2 separate regions of the Sus scrofa genome follow, and region 1 is linked to region 2. The links are chromatin contacts, called in public Hi-C maps. All regions are on one chromosome and are shown on one strand. The core of a region is the stretch at or near the end of the contact, and the rest is flanking DNA. Distances in the headings are between cores, read along the strand shown. Region 1 holds the start of LIMD1 (LIM domain-containing protein 1). Region 2 overlaps LARS2 (probable leucine--tRNA ligase, mitochondrial).

What was found. Hi-C and Micro-C count contacts between places; a contact is called where the count stands out from the background.
Region 1: a Hi-C map of alveolar macrophages shows a contact between it and region 2, with 2.1 times the contacts expected there. The contact joins the promoter of LIMD1 here to the enhancer-like site in region 2. A contact is called at or near these places in 2 of 5 promoter capture datasets (fetal liver and liver), 10 of 47 Hi-C or Micro-C datasets (alveolar macrophages, embryonic fibroblasts, fetal heart ventricle and 5 more) and 2 of 2 datasets of contacts at active chromatin or transcription factors (alveolar macrophages and skeletal muscle).

Annotation. Positions count from the first base shown.
Region 1 is chr13:28,727,434-28,732,911 of Sscrofa11.1, forward strand. It overlaps LIMD1 (LIM domain-containing protein 1), which reads left to right and starts at 2,759. Exons shown (of 8, transcript XM_021068638.1): 1 at 2,759-4,968. The coding sequence starts at 3,576.
Region 2 is chr13:28,682,079-28,687,687 of Sscrofa11.1, forward strand. LARS2 (probable leucine--tRNA ligase, mitochondrial) reads left to right here. Exons shown (of 21, transcript XM_021068636.1): 20 at 4,571-4,698. Among named protein-coding and RNA genes, the nearest start is that of LIMD1, 45 kb to the right of the region's middle. Within about 2 kb of position 1,408, at least 43 of the 83 cell types and tissues checked have an H3K27ac peak or open chromatin away from gene starts, as enhancers often do. A contact at or near this core is called in alveolar macrophages, fetal liver, fetal skeletal muscle and 3 more, where this site is marked.

The DNA of each region.
Region 1 (5,478 bases), core at 1,509-4,008, 47 kb after region 2:
GTGAGCCAAAGCCTTCCACCTCGATAGATGTTCTCACCCCTCTGGGTACCAACGGTCACTGCCACAATGCTTTGAGGAAGCTCAGGACTCTAGACCAGGGATTCTCAAGTGGGGTCCCTGACTCAGCAGTGTCAGTATCACCTGGGAATTTGTTAGAGATGCAGATTCTTCAGCTCCAGGCCAGAACTACTGAATCAGAAACTAGGAGTATGGAGTTCCTGTCTTGGCTCAGTGGAAGCGAATCTGACTGGCATCCATGAGGACGCAGGTTCGATCCCTGGCCTCGCTCAGTGGGTTAAGGATCTGGTGTTGCCATAAGCTGTGGTGTAGGTGGCAAACACGACTCGGATCCTGAGTTGCTGTAGCTGTGGTATAGGCTGGCAGCTACAACTCCGATTTGACCCTTAGCCTGGGAACTTCCGTATGCCATGGGTGCAGCCCTAAAATGACCCTCCCCCAGAAAAAAAAAGAAAGTAGTAGGTCCCAGCAACCAGTGTTGAATAAGCTCCCTAAGGAATTCTGATATGTGTGTTAAGTTTAAGAACCACTGATATACACCAGTTCCAGGTGCTGCTGGTGCTGCTGGTTCTAGGACCATACTTTGAGAACCATTGCTTTAGAAATCTCTCAGTAAGCAAATCACTCAGTTTAATAAGTAAAATCCAGTTATTAAATAACACATATTACTGAATATCTAAGGGCTGTTTACTAATGATTACCTCTGAACAAGGGGATTGTGGGAAATTTTTAAAAATTGATGTATCTCTGAATTGCTCAGAGTTGATTTTATAAACAGGTATTACTTTTGCAGATTAAAAAAAAAGTTAAAAGATTTTTTAAAAGTAAAAATAACTCATTTTAGTGCAGTTCTTTATAGTAGTGCTTTTCAAACTTGATTGCGAAAACCACTTAGGAATTGTGTGTGTGTGTGTGTGTGTGCTTTTTAGGGCTGCACCCACAGCATATGGAGCTTCCCAGGCTAGGGTTGAATCAGAACTACAGCTGCTGGCCTATGCCACAGCCACAGCAATGCCAGATCCAAGCTGCATCTGCGACCTACACCACAGCTCATGGCAACGCCAGATCCTTGACTCACTGAGTGAGGCCAGGGATGGAACCCGCAACCTTGTGGTTCCTAATTGGATTCATTTCCACTACACCATGATGGGAACTACAGGAATTTTTTTTAAAATGCAGATTCTGCTTCAGTAGGTTGGGGTGAGGGAGGCAGGGCTCTGAGATTCTGCCTTTTTTTTTTTTTTTGGTCTTTTTTTAAGGGCCACACCCGAGGCATATGCAAGTTCCCAGGCTAGGGGTTGAATCGGAGCTGTAGCTGCCTGCTTACGCCACAGCCATAGCAACTCGGGATCCAAGCCACGTCTGTGACCTACACCACAGCTCATGGCAGTGCCTGATCCTTAACCCCGTGAGCAAGGCCAGGGATCAAACCTGAGTCCTCATGGGAACTAGTTGGGTTGGTTAACCACTGAACCCCGACAGGAACTCCCAGATTCTGCATTTTTAACAAGCTCCCTGGTGATTCCAGTCTACTGGCCCCTGAACCAAGCTTTAGGTTTACAGAGTACAAAGCACTGTCAAGTGCATTCTGTTATTTGTTCCTTGTCACAACCCTGGCAGACAAATTCACTCATTCACTCATTCAACCATCAGATACTGGGTATACAGATATGGTCTAATGGAGGTGGAAAACCACCCAACCACCAAAAAACCCACATGTAAACAGCTAAACAAATAATTATGAATAGTCATCAGAAGTGATCAGGAAATAAAGAAGGTGGCGAAAAAGAAGGGCTCTAGGAGCAGGTGATTTTAGCAGAGATAGAAAGGATGAGCCAGTGGAAAAAATTCAAGGCAGGAAACTCCTGCAGTAGCACTCAGATGGGTAAGAGCCCCAAATCAGTCAGGAGGCAGGGGCCACTAGGGCCAGGAAGGCCTAGTACAGGTAGATTTCAACCCTAGTCCCGGGTAAGCACTGAGGGTGGGTAGGAGGGAAGTGACTGGTCTGATATTTGCCTTAGGATCACGCTGGCGGCTATTTGGGAAATAAAAACTTTCGGATCCTCTCTCAGGATCCCCTTGGAGGTGGTGCAGGGAGCGCTGGGCCAAGTGAGGGCACCCAGGATTCAGGCCCGACGCCCCCCAGAGCTGCGTGGGAGTCTACTGGGGAGGCGAGCGGGGGTCAGGAATCCCCTCGTGAATAACGAGCCACCACATCATGTGTTTTCACTGCCTCACTGAGGACCTCAGCTAGGCGCGCTCCGGGCCACGTCATGATTTATAACCCCCTTTCAGAGGACTTGGGCTCCCACTCAGGCTTTGCTAGTCACAGTGGCATCTTGGACACTTCCCCCTCTGTGCCTTAGTCTCACTACCTGTCGAAGGGCACCTTGGGCCAGCCCATGGCTGGCACTCCCGGGCGGAGGCGGCTCAAGGGGTTAGCTTCCCACCCGGGAAACTGAGGCACAGCTGGGCAAGAAGCGCGCGCCCACCAGACTTCCGCAGACCTTTTAACAAGCGGTGCGTCTCGGGGCCCCGCGAGCCTTCCAGGCCTCCCACCAGCGGTTTCCGCAAAGTGGTGCCAGATGATGGGACCCCGGCCTCGCAGAGGGGCGGCAGTGGCAGCTGGAAACCCCGCCATCCCCTTGACCGAGAGCGGGAAGGAGGGCTGCGGGACACACCTCCCGGCTCCCCAGCCTGGCAGGCGCGGGCCTGCCCCCCGGCGCCCGGAGCAACCAGCGCTGACCCCGCCCCTCGCCGGCGCCCCCGCCCCTCGGCCTCCTCCTCCGCCTCCGCCTCCTCGCAGGCCCGCGACGTGCCCGGCCGGCGACCGAGCGGCGGGGACGGCGTCCGGCGTACTCACTTCCGCGTCCCGCCGCCCTCCGGCCCGCGCGCGCCTAGCCACCGTCACCATCGGACAATAGGCCGCCAGCCCCGCTGCCGAGAACTTCCTGACGGGGCCCGGCCGGCCCGTGTGCCCCGGACCTCGATCCCTCTCCGCGTGGGCCAGGATTTCAGCCCCGCGCCACCTGGGGAAGCAGCGGAGGACCGAGCGCCCGGGACGTGCCCGCGCCTCCCGCCCGCCGCGTCTTTGCTCCTGCCTGGCTGGTTGGTGGCTTCTGCACTCTCCGCCTGAGCGGCTTTAGCCCGGCTCCGTCCAGCGGTTGCTGCCGTGTTGTGGGTTTCTGAGTTTGATTGCTTAAGGAGGATGTGATTTTTTTTTTTCCCCTCCCTATTTCTTTCTCCTTTTCTGATTTGAAACAGAGAAGAGAATCACAGCCAGCTTGGACAGGGAAGCGCCGCCAGCTGCCCCCACGTGGACACCAACGAGGGGAAAAGGAATTGGAAGCAAACTTGGTCCAAGTGGCTTTGAGGCCTCGGCATCGGCTGTACTCACAGGCCTGGGGTCATGACTCTCCTGCTGGGCAGGTGGAAGGCTTTACCTGTCTTGGGCTGGACTTGAGCCTCTTTTCTTTGCCAGCACCCCACCCCACCCCACCCTCCTCCACACTCTCCATACCCAGCACCTGGGCTAGGCCCAGACACTGGTCTGCAACATGGATAAGTACGACGACCTGGGCCTGGAGGCCAGTAAGTTCATTGAGGACCTGAACATGTATGAGGCCTCCAAGGATGGACTCTTCCGAGTGGACAAGGGTGCAGGCAACAACCCGGAGTTTGAGGAAACACGCAGGGTGTTTGCCACCAAGATGGCCAAAATCCACCTCCAGCAGCAGCAACAGCTCCTGCAGGAGGAGACCCTGCCCAGGGGGAGCCGAGGTCCTGTTAATGGCGGGGGCCGCCTGGGCGCACAGGCCTACCGGGAAGCTGGTGTGGGCAGCAAGCTGACTGCGGATGGTGCTGCCAAGCCCCCTCTCGCTGTCTCAACAGTGACTCCTGGGACAGCCGCCACCATCACGGCTGGGCAGCCCTTGTACCCACCCCAGGAGCAGAAGGCCAGGCCGCCTGTCCGTGGCGTGAGGCAAGGTAGCCAGGACTGTGGATCCAAGGAGAGCATGGCGAGTTCCGAGATGTCTGCTTTCCATCGGCAGGGCCCCTGTGAGGATCCTTCCTGCCTCACCCACGGAGACTATTATGACAACCTCTCCTTGGCAAGCCCCAAGTGGGGTGACGAACCAGGAGTGTCCCCCAGCATCAGGCTGAGTGTAGGAAGTGGGTGGTCTGGCACCCCAGGGAGCGAGCCAGCCCTGTCCAAACCCTCCAGGGATCATCTGTACCAGCAGCAGCTTTCCCCGAGCTCCAGCAGGTCATTGCAGAGCGGCCCTGATGGTGGTGTTGGTGGCCGCAGCAGTGAGAAGCCAGCAGGTCTTTGGACCACCGCCTCTTCCCAGCGAGTGAGCCCTGGCCTCCCTTCCCCAGGCCCAGAGAACGGAGCCCTACTGAGGGCTGCTCAGCCCAGGACCCCTTCTTTCTCTGCGTCCCTGGCCCCCAGCCGCCCCAGTCAAGGAGCTCTTCCAAGAACAAACTCGGGAGTGGCAAGTGACCTTTCAGGCATGATGCCCAAACCCACCGTGGACCCTCAACCCTGGTTCCAGGATGGGCCCAAATCTTACCTTTCTAGTTCTGCTCCATCATCCTCGACAGCCAGCATGGACAATATGCAGCTGGGTGCCGTCCCTGGGCTGGGTCCCAAGCCTGCCTGCACAGACCCTGGCGTGGGTCCTAAGCTCAGCCCCACCAGCCTTGTCCACCCAGTGATGTCCACCCTGCCTGAGTTATCTTGTAAAGAAGGTCCCCCTGGCTGGTCTCCTGATGGCAGCCTGGGGTCTGTGCTCCCAGAGAGCCCCAGTTCCCCCAGGGTGAGGCTGCCCTGCCAGACCCTCGTGCCGGGCCCTGAGCTTGGGCCCACGGCTGCCGAATTGAAATTAGAAGCCCTCACCCAACGTCTGGAACGTGAGATGGATGCTCATCCGAAGGCCGATTACTTTGGTGAGTGAGCGGCTGGTGAGGTTGCTCGTGGTGGGTGACAGGGACCCTGCGTTTGGGAGGAGGTGCTCCCCACCAGGGATTCTGTAGGTCTCCTTGGGTGGCCTGCCATTTTTCTTGTGGTGGGGGTGGAGGAGGCTTCCTCTTTCAGCTGTTTCTTGTGAAACTTGAAAAGAAACTTGAAAGCATCCCTAGGCAGAAAGCAGATCGTGCAGCTGCGGGTTACCCATGTGTGAAGGGCAGGATTGCTCATGACTGATCTCGAAGAGGGGGAAATGTGGTGACTTTGGATTTCACGGGTTTTGGGGGTGACTTCGAGCCTCTCATGGTGACTAGCTCAGGCAGGACTTGAATGGGCCTCTTAGGTCCAGGTACCCCTGCATTCCATCCTTTGTTGGCTAGGCCAGGCAGGGCTGGCTATTTGAGGAGCAGGGGTCGGGCAGGGGCCTCCGCAGCTGTGTGTGTGCGCGTGTGCACGCACCATGTGTCTGTCTACAGGTGCTGTGTGCAGCT
Region 2 (5,609 bases), core at 158-2,657:
GATGCTAGTCGGGTGCATTAACCACTGAGCCCTGAGAGGAACTCCATTTTTTTTCTTTTTTTTTTTTTTCGTAAGTTATTAAACAGTCATCCACTGATGGACATTTGAGTGATTTCCCCTCTTGTGCTATTTGTGTGCGTGGGTGCACATGCTGCTTTGCGATTAGCCTCTTGTCCATAATACACGTTATTTAAAATGTGTCGATGAGATCTCCATTTCTGTTTCTCTGCCCATTTTTACAGTTGAACAGGGATTTTTCTATTTGTTTTTGTCTCAGGCTTCTTCCTCTCATCTTCAAATCATCCATCAGCACTTTAATTGTGAGGAGGGTCACAGCCCAGCAACATTTTACCTTCCTTAAGTTTCTGAAGTCACTTACAGTCTTGAAGTATCAGTCTACCACCATAGATCCATTTTCCTTCGTAAAAATGGCTGTAAAATATCGTAACTATAATGTTTTGCTGTGCATGTATGCTGTCTTCATTAATTTCAACAAAACTGCAAGTCTATAAATCATCTGGAAGTGTGTGATACAAGGGACAGTAAGCCATCTGCTGATGTTCAGACGGTTTTATACACGAATGTGTACGCCCTCTCAGTGTTGTTATTTCAAAATAATGTCAGTGGAACCTTTTGGTAGGTAAAGGCTTGGGTGAAGTGCCTTGCTTCCTGTCCATTTCCTTGGAATTCCCAGGGTTAGATGAGGCATGGTGGAGATCAGACACCCCAGAGTCCCCAGGACTTCCCCTGTGTGCGTATGAAGGTGGGGTGGGGTGCGGGCCCTCCTGAAGATGGACCTCAAGAGGCCTGCCGTCCACAGATGCCACAACTACCCCAGCACTCGCTCCGGGTACCATGGTGACGTGGTGGCCTTGTCAGCTCTCTGAGCAGGAGAGGAGGCTTGTCTCAGTTATTTCACGGGAAGGTCGGCAACAACAGCTCTCCAGAGGAGGGGAAGGAAGGGGGTGGGCCATGCATGGTGGCCTTGTGTGCCAGGGCCTTGCCCCTTCCCAGCCTCTTCAGACTTTTTCCACGTGCTTCCCAAAGGCCAGCTCTCTACCTGACCTGTGTCACGTAAAAAAAAAAAAAAAAAAACCATTGTATTTGCCATGCAAATGTTAGGTATTTGTACTTCCCTAAAAAGAGCAGGGAGGCCAAAACGCTACGCAGATCCTGGGGTAGTGAGTTTCTGTTCCTCCCCGCTGAGCAGGATGGCCCCACTCCCATCTATATGGAAACGCTGGCGGGGGCCCAGGCCGCTATAAATAAGCATCCTGACTGCTCCAGGAAGGCTGGGCTTCCTCATTTTTTTAAAGTGGAATTTGTAACAGCTTCTGCCCAGCACATTTGTGTCCAAGGTCCTTTCATCTCCCAGGCATCCTGTACAACTGCCATACGGAGGTTTTGGAACGGTTCCCACTGCAGCTGGGTCACAGGACAAGCCATGCTGGCCCAGCCTGCTCAAATAAAGAAATGATTATCTCCCTCCTGCGACCTCTGTCTTGTATTTAAATATGAGACTTAATAGGATCCCTTCTGAGGAATAAGCAGGAAGCTCCTTTCTGCTTCTGCCAAAAGACACATCTGTTAGGAATGGAGTAGGTTCTTCAGAAGCACAGGAATCGCAGGGCACAAGAGCCAGCAGGGCCCCAGGAATACGTCTTTTTTGCCACTCGATTCTCAGACCCCAATGGGTCTTCCCTTCCCTCAGATTGACTGGCAACACAGGGTTACAAGGGTGCCAGGTAGTGAAACAGGAAAAATTACAACAAATCTGTGATGCCTGCACAAGAACCAAGACAGAGGTCAGCAGAATAAGATGGACCAGTGCCACTCAGAGTGGTCCGCAGACCAGAGGCTGGTCTGGGAAGTTCTCTCACAATCTAGGACAAGATAAGGAGCTTATATTTAGCATGTGCATCAGCTCTGCCCCTCAGCACACGTTCGAATTGGACTGACCATGTCGCAAGACTTTCTCATTGAAGGAAGCAGTGTGTTGATTCACATTCTGGCCTCTTCCTCACCGCATTGCAGACAGGCATTTTGAGTGTCTTTGTAGTAGTGAATAGTCATGAAACCACCCCTCGTCTAAAATAGACAAGAAAAGAAAATATATTATAAAAGAAAAATCACAACCCAGTAGAGAAAAGAGGAGGTTTATTCAACAGACTGGGCTTAGAAAATTGACCATGATTTTTTTCTTTTTTTTTGGTTCTTTTTAGGGCTGCACCTGTGGCACATGGAAGTTCCCAGGCTAGGGGTTGAGTCAGAGCTGCAGCTGCCGGCCTACACCCCAGCCACAGCAACTTGGGATCTGAGCCACGTCGATGACCGACACCACAGTTCATGGCAACACCAGATCCTTAACCCACCGAGCAAGGCCAGGGATCCAACCCACAGCCTCATGGTTTCTAGTCAGATTCATAACCCACTGAGCCACAGCAGGAACTCCAACTGTATATTTTTTTAATAAGTTTTTTCACATTATACAGAAAATACATTTTGGATAGATAATATAAATTATGAATAAATAGAGAAAAAAATGAAATCTTTCAAAGAAACCAGAGCACAAATATTGAACTAATATCACATATTAGTTGATTGGCTTTATTATTAAATAGCTTTTTTATGTTACTCTTTTTTCAATTTATTTTTGTTTTATCTTGGAGTATAGTTGATGAACAATGTTGTGTTAGTTGCAAGTGTTCAGCAAAGTGAATCAGTTGTGCATACACACACATCCATTCTTTTTCAGATTCGTTTCCCGTATAGGTTACTACGGAATATTGCGTATAGTTCCGTGTGCTATACAGGAGGTCCTTGTTGATTACTTATTTTATATATAGTAATGTGTATACGTTAATCCCAAACTCTATTTATCCCTTCCACCTTATACATCTTTTCACATTACAAAGGTAATAAATATTTCTTGTAGAAAAACCTGTAAATTTTTTTCTAAAAGAAAGACTCCCCTAAACATGTACCTCCCAGGGATAATCACTGCTGCTTTCTGATTCATTTCTTTTCAAATTTTTATCTCTTTATATAAATATTTACTAAATCTGGGGCCATATTGTATATACTACTGTATATTGTGCTTTTAGTTTAAATATAGGAAAAAAGAGAATCCAAAACTATATCTACTGCATGATCCTGGTGGTGGTTTGGTTTGGTTTTGTGGGGTTGGTTTACACGTACAAATATTTATTAAATACATTGCATTACTATCTTTCAAAATTAAAAGTTTAAGGAGTTCCCTGGTAGCTAAGTGGGTTAAGGATCTGGTGTCATCACTGCTGTAACTCAGGTCACTGCTGTGGTACAGGTTTGATTCCCTGGCCTGGGAACTACCACATGCTGCAGGCACAGGGGGAAAAAAAAAAATGCTATCCATGTGAACATTATTTTCTTCTTTGTATTTTGACCTTTTGCAATTTTTCTGCAGTGAACATATGTTACTTTCATCATCAAGGAAAATAAAACATTGTCATTCACAGCCCAGTGTTTGGGACTGGCATTGGTGGGATTCATTCCCTTTCTCCCAGACTCAGCCTCAGACCATCCCCTTAGCCATGGGTCCATCCCTTAAGTGCGTCTTCCAGTCTCAAGGCTAATAATAAGGGGGAGGGGTGTAAGGGCCACCCCCCACACCAGCCCCGGAAAGGCCATTCACAGCATGTGGGCAGTGCACCTGCCATGACACTGCTCTCAGCATGGACACACATTCACTTGCCCACTGAGGGCCTGCCTCTGGGGGGATGCACACTACTAGTGCCCAAGGATCTGTTTTTCTGCTCTGTGTATTTCCTGTACATTTGGGGGCATTGCTTGTACTCCTGAGATCAACAGAGGCTTGGAAATCAAACTTGCCTTGGTAGGAAGTCCTGGTTGAAGTCCCAGAGCACTGACAATTGGCCCTGAGCAGCCCCAGGTGCCCAGCCTCCTCTGCTTTGGGGGCTGCAGTGCAAAGCACTGTGGGAAATGAGACTTGAGACGATTTGATCCACCCTGAGCCAACGACAGCTCTTTCCAATTTGGTGATGGCAGGAGCCCCTCTCGAGAGGAAGTTTAGCAGAAAAGTTGAGCTCCCTCTGAGTAGGTCTTGAAGGAGCACCGTGCTGTTCTCAGCATGTTGGCTCTGGTGATAATGAGTAAAAGGACTGGGTGGGAGGCCCTCTCAGACCACAAGTATTCCTGGGCCAGTAAGAAAGCAAATTCAGCTTGTTACTTTGGGATCTGCTCTCGGGAGCACAAAGGATTCCTTCATCTGCAGAGACCAAGTAAATCAGCAGCCTTGCTTTTCCAGTGCACACTTTAGAACTGTGTCCATTCATCTCTCTGGCTCTGGGTATTGTTTGAAAAGAAAAAGAAAAGAAAGCTACCTGTAAACTGGGCTGATAAGCCAGGTCAAAGAAAGTGGGGGCACCTGGTAGGTGTGGACAGCCCTGGTGCAGCATCCCGGTGCCTCAGGCAGCTCTAAGCCAGGCTTTGTTGTCCAGGCAAATGCTTTGTGTCCTGCCCTCGTGAGCCTCAGGTGTGCTCGATGACTCTCTGTGCCTTGGCATTGCAGGTCTGGCGCTGGTGCCCAGGAAGCTATGTCCCCACTATGCCTGGGATGCCGACGTGCTGCTTCAGGCCTGGCCAGCCGTGGACCCGCAGTTCCTCCAGCAGCCTGACGTTGTGCAGATGGCAGTTCTGGTGAGTGTCTCCCGCAGCCCCCAGAGCCAGGGTGGACCTGCCACACATACAGCTGGGTTTGGAGGTTTCTCACCTAGCCTCTGTAGCCCACCTAGCTCTCTCGGCCTAACGGTCCAGCCTGACTTCCTTTGCCAGCACCTTCAGTTTTGAGGTCACCACATACCAAAAGCTTGTGAGCAGAAAACTTGTGGCCCTCAAAGGACGAGAGATGGGGAAAAGTCAACCTGTCCTGCCTTATTGGCTCCCTTTCCAACTACGTTTAAATCTAAGTTTCATTCAGCCACTCTTGGCTCTTGGAGGTGGGGAAGGTGATGGGAGGAGATGGGTAAGGAACTCTTCACTCTGCAAAATGGATTTCAGAAAGGCTACATCGTATTTCTTTTTTTGGTAAATTGGGACATCTTAAATACATAAACTGAGCAACTGTTTAGACCTTTAACACAGCAGATAACTCTTACAGTTTATCTGTAAGGGTTTTTTTGGTTTGGTTTGGTTTGGTTTTTTTGGGTAGGGTTTTTGTTTTGTTTTGTTTGTCTTTTGTCCTTTTAGGGCAGCATCTGCTGCCGGCCTACGCCAGAGCCACAGCAACGCAGGATCCAAGCCATGTCTGCAGCCTACACCACAGCTCATGGCAACACCGGATCCTTAACCCACTGAGCGAGGCCAGGGATCGAACCTGCAGCCTTGTGGTCCCTAGTCAGATTCGTTTCTGCTGCACCAAGATGAGAACTCCTGGTAGGGTTTTTTTTTTTTTTTTTTTTTTTTTTTTTTTTTTTGCTGCACCTGCAGCATATGGAAGTTCCTGGGCATGGAGCAAGTCTGAGCTGCAGCTGCTACCTAAACCACAGCTACGGCAACACCAGATCCTTAATCCACTGAGCCGAGCCAGGGATTGAACCCATGCCTTTAGC